2 separate regions of the Drosophila melanogaster genome follow, and region 2 is linked to region 1. A link is a contact called in public Hi-C data. All regions are on one chromosome and are shown on one strand. The core of a region is the stretch at or near the end of the contact, and the rest is flanking DNA. Distances in the headings are between cores, read along the strand shown. Region 1 holds the start of CG43072. Region 2 holds the start of ko (knockout).

Region 1 (5,252 bases), core at 2,633-5,132:
TTTATAGCTGATAGGCAACCAGACTGTGAATAAGCTCAGGCCATGAATAGTTTATGGCTGATTTTCTGCTCATATCTCTGAAAACTGATAAGTGCACATCTGTGATTTAATAAACTTAAATTAATTGATTTCAGTTATTAAACGCAGTCACTTTTCTAGAACAAGATAAGTTACTATTACGCATATTCAGGTCTAAAAATAAAGTCTTCTTGATTTCACTTATCTAATGATAGTCCTAAAGGTATGCTATAATAGTCCGTTACCGATTTAGAAAGCCACCTGTTTATCATTTGATAAAATTGTATTTGAAAAACCTCCTGAACAATCCACCCAAATTTTACATTTCGATAAGAAACTGTTCCCGGAAATCTCCTTTGGGCCCTGGAAATATTTACTTTCTGTCGGCACATAATTCCCAGCTGAATCCACACCCCAAACTATCAACATCACCCGGGAGAAAGTACTTACGCCGACTGAGCTCGCGTTCGCTTGAGGACATCTCCGCCGTTCCGGATGGAGTTCTTCTTGTGCATATTCTGTTGCTGTTGCTGCTGTTGCTGGTGCTGCATGATCACGCTGGTGGCTCCAGATCCCAGGCCAGTTCCCACACCACTCCCGGCGATGACCACCGCCCCACCGTGATGGTGGGCATGATGCCCGTGACCATGGAGCATGTGATGGTGATGATACTGGCCACCACCCGTCGCCGTCACCTGCATGTAGTGACCTGCGCCGGTCTGATGCAAATGCTGCTGCTGCTGGAGGTGCTGCTGTTGCTGCTGCTGATGGCACGTGGGATACTGCTGTATTTGGTAGACCATCTGGGGATGCTGTTGCGCAGGGTAGTTGATGGCGGCTGAGGAGCTGTGGGCGCCGGGGGCGTAGTGATTCTGCAGGTAAACATAGCCGCCAACACTGCCGCTATCTGTGCAGGTGGAGGCGTTGGCTGATCCTGGCTGTTGCGCTCCAGCCAGCTCATACTGGGTGGAACCACTTCGCTCCAGGCTCTTCTGGGGAAAGCTGCAAGTGGAAAAAACGAGGGATCTGTTTAGAACACTACTTGCATTGGAATTTGGAATGATACTAATATACGTTTTCGCAGACCGTTTCTACCAACAAAAGAAAGACCTTATATATAAATAATTACTTTATCAAGATTATGCTATCAAAATTGATAAGGAAACATTGAAAGCACAAGTGCGGCTTTTGAGTCAGGAGTAATTGCTGTTTAATTTAGACATTACGCTATTATTTCGTTTAGGTATACACACATGAAATGCTTAAAACTAATGGTTCGAACTGTATACTATGTCAAATATATATTAATATGAGTCAATAACACACTAAGCTTTTGACATCTAAATAAAATGAAAATAAAGAAGAAATTTCTGAAGTCCAGGGAAATTTAAAATAGGTACACTACTCCAATTTAATATAAGTGTGGGATTCTCTAAGAAATTTCCAGTTTCGATAAACAAACCAAGCCTTAGTTTTTGTTTATCTAAGTAGACGATAAGAGAACTTTCGTTTTCTGGGTCAGGCCATGGGTTCCTACCTTTCGCCAATTATAAAACCCGATATGCAAATGATCATGGTGAAGAAAATATCACAAAACGTTCAAGATTTATGCACTAGGCGGTGGTGTGGTCTTCCAACAGACACATTGTGACACAGTTATGGGCTGGGAGAATCACAATATCTCTTAACAATGATATTCAAATTGAATTTCGAACGTTCGGTCAGAGGAAACACTGAAAAAACTAAATCCCGGCGGATATATGTATAGATTGTATGTAGTGAGTGGGCCAGGGTAACGTCCGATCCCGGCGATGCTCGCGTTTGAACTAAACCGAGCATTCGACGACCGCTCGACAAGGTGATCGACGATCCACCAAGGTAGAGGAAGAAGTTAACTGCGCAAGCGCGTCGGCAGCGATACTTCTTTGTATATCTGTCTCGCACTCTCTACCCATCTCACTTCCTCCAAAAACGTGTTTCGCATGGCTCATTAAATGTGTGTGCGTGTGCGTGATCATCCTACACACATATACGCCGAATCCCACACAAAATGCATCTGTTTTGTGTTGCCCTCGTCGGGTTACCCAAAAAGAACAATTGTACTACCCCTAACTCAAAGAATAGATATCCTAAGCGTAAAAGGATCCATTATCGAAAAGAGACAGCGAAACAGGTAGAGCAAGAGGAAGAGAGACAGCACCGACATATGCTTTAAGGAAAGTGAAGGAAATGATTAGCCCACGATGACAAACTTATTGATCGGCACAAGGATTCTCAATGCTATTGGATTGAAGCAACAATTGGTGAAATAAATAGTAAAGGAGACGTTTGGCAATGATTTGCAGTGCAGAAAATCAATAGAAAGAACTGGTTAATAAATCCCAGGTATAAGGATATAGTTAACTGGGGTAATCTCTTGAATCTCGAAGGTACTTCACCATATACATACAGAAATTCGATTTGAATCTTGTTTTTCAGATTTAAAAAAAATCGTTATGCCTAAAAATCAATTTAAAAAAACCCTACATTATTTCCACAACATGATGCCACAAAACACTCATCTTCCTTTAATGTATTCACCTTAACACTATTCGATTTTCCCTTGGCTTGGAAATCGTAATTCGATTTGCTCGAAAATCCCAGCAAATTCATTATCTACGTATGCAATACAAATGACTACCAGAAATCTTCTCGCAGCGGGACAATCCCAGAAGATCGATATTGAAAAGTTCGAGGGCAGCTGCATATTTGCACCTATAGCCGGGAGTTGGACAAAAACAGGATCAGCAGGAAAACCGAAGGATAACGAAAACACAAAATTGAAAGGGGCATCCTTGTTGCTGCCTATCTCTTCCACACTCTTTTCGCCAGTTTTCCAGCTGCACCTGGCGTGGCTTTGCATGGGTTTCTTTGGGATATATATACATAAAAATTTTTTTCAATTCCTGAAAGGACAACAACGGCAGGTAGTTTTTGCCTGCCGAACTGGCTTGTTATTGTACCACTTCTCCTTCCTCGCAACCCTCTGATTTTTTAAGAGTCCTGCTTTCGAGAAGGAAAAACATCTGCCACACGTCGCCCTAATTGTTTGCCGTTGCACGTTGCACATGTTGGAGCTAAATTTTCAAGACTGCCCGTCTGTTTGACCATCCCAGAAAGTATCTGTGTATCGCCCTGTATATCTGAGTATCTCGCACATCGTAGCTCGTATCTTGTATCTCAGCTGACGCTCGCGAGCCAAAACTGCACCGGACTTCCTCCTGTTTGCGTATGCAACAAGTGTCCAAATCGGCTGACGTGACCCAACCGCCGATGGCCTACTCGGCGTAATTATTATTGATTTTACATTAGATTTCTCGGGTTCGTTTATGTGCATTTTGAAAGGGGGCTTAACGTTTATGGAGTGTGCCACAAGCGGGCCAGACACGTTGGGGTTGGGGTTTTGAGACTAGGAAAAACTACAAACAGACCGCTGTTGCGCCGCATTCAATGTATTTCCATGAATATCAACATCAATATCAAAAGCTTATTAGGCACTCGAATCCCGGATTCGTCGCCGGGTTTCTCCCCTCACTGGATCCACGCGCGATCGATTGGCTTCCAATTGAAAACGATCCCTTTCGTTCGCCGAACCCTTGCTTTGAAGTAGGAAGGCCAGTGGAACACCCAGGATCATCAGGACGACGATGGCGTAGATGATAAAGAAATATTTCAGATCGAAGGTCGTGAGCTGTTCAACCTTCTGAAGATTGTGCCGCGCAAGCAGTTCCATGGTCATCCTTTTTTTTTTTAATTTTTCAGTCAATGATGCCAGGTGACGGCCAAAAATTTATACAAAATTTAGACAAAAATAACTAAAACTTGACTGGAAAATTACGGATAAAATGTTTTTGGTAGTTTCGTTTTTAAAAGCTTGTTTTCGTATCATAAACCATAATTTTATATGAATACATTTTAATGTTTGTACTTTGAAGTAATTTTACATGTGGATCGCATGCTTTCTACATGATTTTCTTTACATTTTATGTTAAGCCCATAAATATGCCACAGTTTCTGCTTGCAATCCTAGCTTCCACATGAATTCACAGCCCATCTATTAGACAAGTTTCAAACCAAATACGTTTATTATTTAAAAACTTGAGTTCTCAGAACACTTTTGTTTGTATAATTACAAGCCCCGCCATAATATCTAATCGAATTACATTTCCTTCGAGGAATCCAATAAAATCAAAGTCTTGAAAATCCAGTAATAAATATTTACCGTACCCTTCGAAACGGTGTATATTAATAAATAATTGAGCGGGTTTATCTCGACCGATACTCGTTGACTGGCCCAAGAATAGTCAGACCATAAAACAGCGGCAGACCCAAGAACAATGTGGAGGTCCCATAAAGATAAGGGATAATAACAAACAGGCGCGATAAGCTTACCTACCACTTGGAACAAATATTTGAATTCGAAAAAATGTATTTGTCAGGAAACGGATTACGTATAATTCGATTAACAAGAAGCTTAGTTTTGAAAACCCTTAAGCAAAATTGTGAAAATTCATCGTACGATAATTTAGATTGTTATTATATAATACGCATCAAAATGCGCACTCCATCTGTCTAAATTTCAAAATTTGATATAAATATTATTTTAAACAAATTTTAATATAAAAATAAAACATTTCTCAAATTTATACCATTGTGTAAAAACCCTTACAACATTGATTAACAAGTAAGAGACAAACGAAATACATACTATATTTTTGCAAGTCTCACTTGATTACATTAAAATATTCGAATGGTGATAGCCCTTTTACATATCTTTAGACATGTGTGGTGGGATTAACATTTATAATTTGCTTTACACATTTTTAATGAACACATCAAGGTTGCAAACAAAATGTGGCCTGTATCTATTATCTCAGAAATCAAATATACTTTTTGTCGATTTTTTTTTAAGTGTCTGCCCAGCTGGTTCGAAATGCCCATTTGGATGGGTTGGATGGAATCGCCCATAGCTTACCTGACGGCCGTCACATGGTGCGAGGTGTGCGTCTGGGTCTCCTTGTGCCGGGTGGACAGACTGACCACGGTGACGTGCCGCGTTGCGGTGCGCACCACCCGACGTACCCGGCTCCTGCCATCGCCCACAACCACCACAATCGGTGGTGGCCTCTTTTCGCTATCGCTGCAATATTGCAGGAAGGACTCACTGCCGCCCAGATCCGAGTTGCTCGAATGGA
Region 2 (5,281 bases), core at 1,849-4,348, 65 kb before region 1:
CGACAAGGATCAGCTGAAGCACATGGAGGGCACCGAGAAGATTTGCGAGACCTTCAATCTGGCAGAGCTGCAAGCTCTAAATAAGGCAATGGAAAGCAAGGGCCGTGAGTCGTTTGTTGCTGCCCTTCAAACGGCCGAGCAGAAGATAGCTGCCGAGTTGGAGGAGATTAACCAGACACAGGCCAAGAAGCTTGCCAGCTCAGCGGCCACGCCAAAAGGCGTTAAGGAGGTCAAGAAGAATGAGCTCTGGAGCAATGAGAACGTGCAGTTGCTTATCAAGGCGGTTAATCTGTTTCCCGCTGGCACTGCACAGCGTTGGGATGTCATAGCCACTTTCATTAACCAGCATAGCCCGGATAACACTGTTCTGGTCAATGCCAGGGATGTGCTCAACAAAGCCAAGGCGCTCCAGAACACAGATCACTCGAAGAGCTCCCTGAAGACTCAAGCCAACGATGCGGCATTTGCCAGTTTCGAGAAGTCCAAGAAAGATGTTCAGACGTGTAAGGATATAACCCTGGGCGAGGAGACGGCCCAGGCGAGCAAGGAGAACTTGAAACAAAACGGTGTAGATCATAAGGCGAACAATCAGTCAACCAAGCAGAATGGCACGGCTCCAGCTCCAGCAAACCCCACGGCTGCACCAGCCCCAGTTCCGGCCACAAATGGGTCTACGGGCGGCGGTGCTGCCTCCAAAACCTGGACCAAGGAGGAGCAAGCCCTGCTCGAACAGGCCATTAAAACCTATCCAACGACGACACCCGATCGCTGGGATTGCATCGCCGCCTGCATACCGAATCGCAGTAAAAAGGACTGCTTACGTCGCGTCAAAGAGCTGGTCGAGCTGGTTAACTCCAAGAAGGAGGCACAGGCGGCGGTCAAATGAGTGCGGCTCCTGCTCCACTTTACCTGCCTCTCGTCCGCCTCATCCACTTCTAGCTGCTGTGTCCCATATAAATTTTATTTAAATAAAACATAAAAAGTTTTTGAACGTTTAGCGAAAAGTTACATCCAAAGATTCTCCATTTTGACTAGCTAGTTTCCAACGGTATATGCAGATCAACAAATATAATCTGTGCGGGAGGGTAATCTGCTCAGGTCTGCTCGGCCACACTGCGTCCGCCGCTCAGTTTTAAATCGAAGGCTTGCGGATTGGCTAAGGGATCCAAGTCGGCGAAAAGATCCAGCCAGGGATTGTTGGTGGTCTGCGATTTGCTGGGAACCGGGGTGGCGCCACCTGCACTTGCCTTCGAGTCCGTGGCTACTTGGCTCGGTATGGGTTGCTGATTCTGCTGGCTAAACAAGCGGGACCATAGCTTGTTAGTGCTATTTTGGGCAGGTATATCTTCATCCAGCGGCGCATCTATTAGAGGACTGTCCTCCAGCTGCTTGGAAAGCTCAATAAGCAAGGATTCATTGTCGCCGCAGGCATTGGGAGGTGCACTTGGTTTGTCCTCTTCGGACTCCTTGATTTCCGGCTGGGTTTCCAGCTTGTCCTGGTACTCGTTCTGTAAGGAAATGCATTTTTAGAATAAGTTCTTGAATTAGAGCTCTGGGATATGAAGTTACAGCAAAGAATAACGACTGGTCCTTATCCACGGCTTCGATTGGCGGCACTTCCTCTGTGGATCCTTCATTTTGAGACAGTTCCTTTAGCACACAGAAGTCGTACTTGGGCTTTATAATCAAGGCCTTAGATATGGTCTGGAATGTGGAGGCGGCCTTCTGGGCAAAGTTCTTCAACTCGGTAACGTAGGCCACCAGAGCATGGGAGTACATGTTGCATCGGGCAGCTGCTAGTAAATCAATCTGGAAAGGATTAATAATAATTATATTGTATAATATTGGATTGAACAGGTCCTTCAGCGTCGCGTTCACCTTCTGAATGGAATCCATTGAGTAACCATCGAAATTATGCTTGGCCACCCGCACGTGGGCCTGTGCCGTGCGAAACTTGTCCAGACCCTTGCCCGTATCGGGATCCAGTTCCTGGCTGGCGGACTTCATCCAGGAGAGAGCGGCGCGGTATTCCGTGCGCTCCTTCTCCATCGTCTGGAGGGTCTGCTCCGTGTCCTTTATCGCCCGGCAGCGGAACACATCGACTTCGTGCTGGAGCCGCAGGAGCGGCACCCGCACGCACATCCTCTGTTGTCCAGCGAAGGATACGGCCTTGGCCGTGTGGGCGATACTACCGCCCGTGGTTCTGCTCCGCTTTCCCGCCTCCTTGAGGAACCTGCCGAACACACACTCCTCCTGCGACAGGATGCATAGGCGCTCCTGGTATTGGTCAATGATTTTGCACAGGTTCAAGCTGGTGTCCGATATCGATTTGAACACCTCGATCTTGGAATCCAGCTCCGCGTCCGAGGATATTATGTGCTTGTCCTCCTTCGTTCCGAGCTTGCGCTGCACCACCTTTTTGGTAATCCAGAACTGGTGCTGAACCTCCGACTTGAGCATATTTTCGCCGTTTTCCGTTCCAGTTTTCAGCTACGGGTGATTTTTCACCACTGAGTGGTTGTTTAGGAGGGTGGTTGGGTGGTGGGGTGGCGCTGTATCGTTATTTTCCAATGCTTATCGCCTTTCGATTGCAATCGTCACTTTGCAGCACTGTCAAGCGCCCCGTTTGTATAGGGTCACACTAAAGTCCTTTATTCGGGTGGTATTTAAGGGATCTAAGTTAAGTCATGGTATTTAGTAGAAATTGCCAAATAACATTTGATCCAAATATTTTCCATAATTTATGAAATCCCTTAAATACGTGCTCATTTGTAAGGAATAAATAACTAAAATTACATTAGAGCGAAGTGTATGTTTTTTTTCCATTTGAATTCAGTTTCGTTGTATAAAAGGGTACACATGTAGCTTGGCGCTAAGCCATTAAAGTTCAGTATATTTGCGATATACAAAGGGGCACGCTACAGAGTACAGTAACACTATGTTAACGAACATAACATAGTTCTGGTGCAACGCTGCAACTTAAAATAATGCGGGCACAACAAGTTCGAAGCGAACTGTTGGCGTCCAACAAACCTGACAGAGGAAATGCTATGTGGGAAAAGTGAAGTTCAGATATAGTATCTCGTTCGCGATTCAGATCGTCTTTGGACCTCGCAGCGGACGAGACGAGACTCCATAGTTTCTCATTCCGTGCCAGAACACGAGTCGCGTATTTGGTTATTGCCCCTCACTTTTCCCCAATCGAACCATTCAATATTTATATTTACGCAAGTGCTTTTCGTTCGCGTCGCGAGTTTTCCTCGTTTGTTTACCTCTGATTAACGCTGTGTGTGTTTGTTTGGATCCTATGTAAATGCATATGTGTGTGTTAGCCGGTGGCTTAAGCTCGAGTTTTGAGTTTTCCATTTTAGAGACTGCAATATTGCAATTGCAAAATTGAAAGCGACACATGTGTATTCTTTTGTATGCGGCATTGCTAATTCGCTGGACAGGTATGTATGAAAAGAGTTGTAAATGTGTATTTATGAGATACAGTTACTTTCTGAGGCTGCACACACACTTGCACGCACAAGAAGAAAGTGAAGAAGTCTGTGCAAAGCTCAGTAGTTTTCTTGGCAATGAGAAAAACGGGTTGTGAGGTGGAGTTTTTGCCACCTGCATGTGGGTGTGTGCATGTTTTGAGCCTAAGTGTGTAGCTGTATGTGTGATCTGTCTAAATTGATTAAGTCGAAAAGAAAGATAATGCACTTTAAGACACACTGAAATAACCACACCAACGGCCCGATACTTGGCGGCTTCTATTATTTTGGATCATAAAAAATACACTCGAAAAAGTAGTAGGACGTGCTTGCAATACTCTTGAAACATTTAATTTCAAAAAAAAGACATTTCCCAAAAGAATTCTTTCAAAATATGATCAATGCATAAATAACATAAAACATATTTTAGTCGTTAATATAATTAATATTTTTCGAAAGCTTTAGAAAAAGATGTAATGTAAATGTTCTGCATTGATCTACTTATACAAGTTCTTAACTTACGTTGAGAAATTCGAGTGCATCCATACTTGGACTTGCTTTAAAAAAAGAAGTAATTATTTAATTAATTTAAAACCAGTTTGGCAAATATCAACTTTGGGTGATCCCCATTTTCTTTTTTGTGTACTGAAGATCTTAGGCCGATGGTGCAATTAGGTTCGGATGCGGCCACTGAGCACAACAAAAAAGCCAAACAAAAAAGCCAGCAGCTACAATGAAATCATCGAAATAAAAAAGACAAAGGCAGCCAAAAGAACTGGAAGTTGAGGGAAAAAGGTCACGGCACTTGCTGCTTGCTAAGCGTTTTAATGGGCCGCCTTGGGCTGAGCTGAGCAAACAGCAACAACAAGCCAACAATTGTTTAATGCAAGCGAGCATCTTGTTAGCCCCCTATCACCCTCTCGCTCTCGCATCTTCTATCTTGCTTCCTCTGGTCGGCTGTTAAGAGATTTCACTGCATCTGCAACCTGACACAGATGGTGTTGTTGTAGTGGATACTGTCATCGGGCGGCATTAATCAATAATATTCGAAATCAGAACAGCTCCAAGTTGTCTGTCTCATTCTTCAAGCATCTCCTGCTCCTACACTAATATACCCCTCCTTGTCACTCATTGCAGACAGCCGACAGTTTGTCACAAGAATATGAAACTACGGGTTAACTTCTTTAAGAAGAACTTGGTTCAGATATACTAATCATTTTCAGGAAAACACACATACTTATATACGGTAACATACCAAATATTATAGCATGATGTAACTATAAAAACGAAAGGTATTATTAAAATATACAATAAACAATTGTTTTTCCCTTATAATGTATTTTAAAAAACGTCAAATGTTGTTGAACTTGCTTTTAAAGGAGTACGTGCTTAGCATTTCTTCACTACATAAAACTCAAACAATACATTTACGAACTTTAATTAATTTTGTTATTTCAAAAACAAGCTACAAACATGAGTGGTCTTTGGTACAAATAAGTCAAACTGAACTTGATTCGCTTTTTAGGACACACTTAAAACTAGTTTGAGATGTAGTAGACATTCCATAACTGATCATTAAAACAGAAATATTTTTGAGATGCTGATAAGCTTTATATAGTTTCCATTAAAATCCATAAATATATTATAATGCAATTTCAAACTAGTTGCATACTTGTGTGAATATTTGTCATAGTATATTACAATGACTAAAAATATATATTCATTTGTACAAACTGCACTTTTAATATAGTTCGTCGTCCTATGTTCTTTTTAGGAATGTTTCACTGTCTTGAAGTTTTCCG

Evidence for each region. A called contact is a pair of places that touch in the nucleus more often than the background predicts.
Region 2: a contact with region 1 is called in a Hi-C map of the Kc167 cell line, with 2.1 times the contacts expected there. A contact is called at or near these places in 18 of 107 Hi-C or Micro-C datasets (the Clone 8 cell line, the D17-c3 cell line, the Kc167 cell line and 6 more) and 4 of 7 datasets of targeted methods (the Kc167 cell line and the S2 cell line).

The regions. Positions count from the first base shown.
Region 1 is chr3L:21,064,482-21,069,733 of dm6, reverse strand. It overlaps CG43072, which reads right to left and starts at 3,882. Exons shown (of 1, transcript NM_001259925.2): 1 at 3,496-3,882. The coding sequence starts at 3,796. The coding sequence ends at 3,548. It overlaps siz (schizo), which reads right to left. Exons shown (of 6, transcript NM_168881.3): 2 at 469-1,020.
Region 2 is chr3L:21,128,976-21,134,256 of dm6, reverse strand. ko (knockout) reads left to right here and starts at 3,098. Exons shown (of 8, transcript NM_079469.3): 1 at 3,098-3,452. It overlaps ICA69 (Islet cell autoantigen 69 kDa), which reads right to left and starts at 2,811. Exons shown (of 3, transcript NM_141026.2): 1 at 1,879-2,811; 2 at 1,570-1,809; 3 at 947-1,508. The coding sequence starts at 2,460. The coding sequence ends at 1,095. It overlaps CG10565, which reads left to right. Exons shown (of 3, transcript NM_001259927.1): 3 at 1-1,007. The coding sequence ends at 886.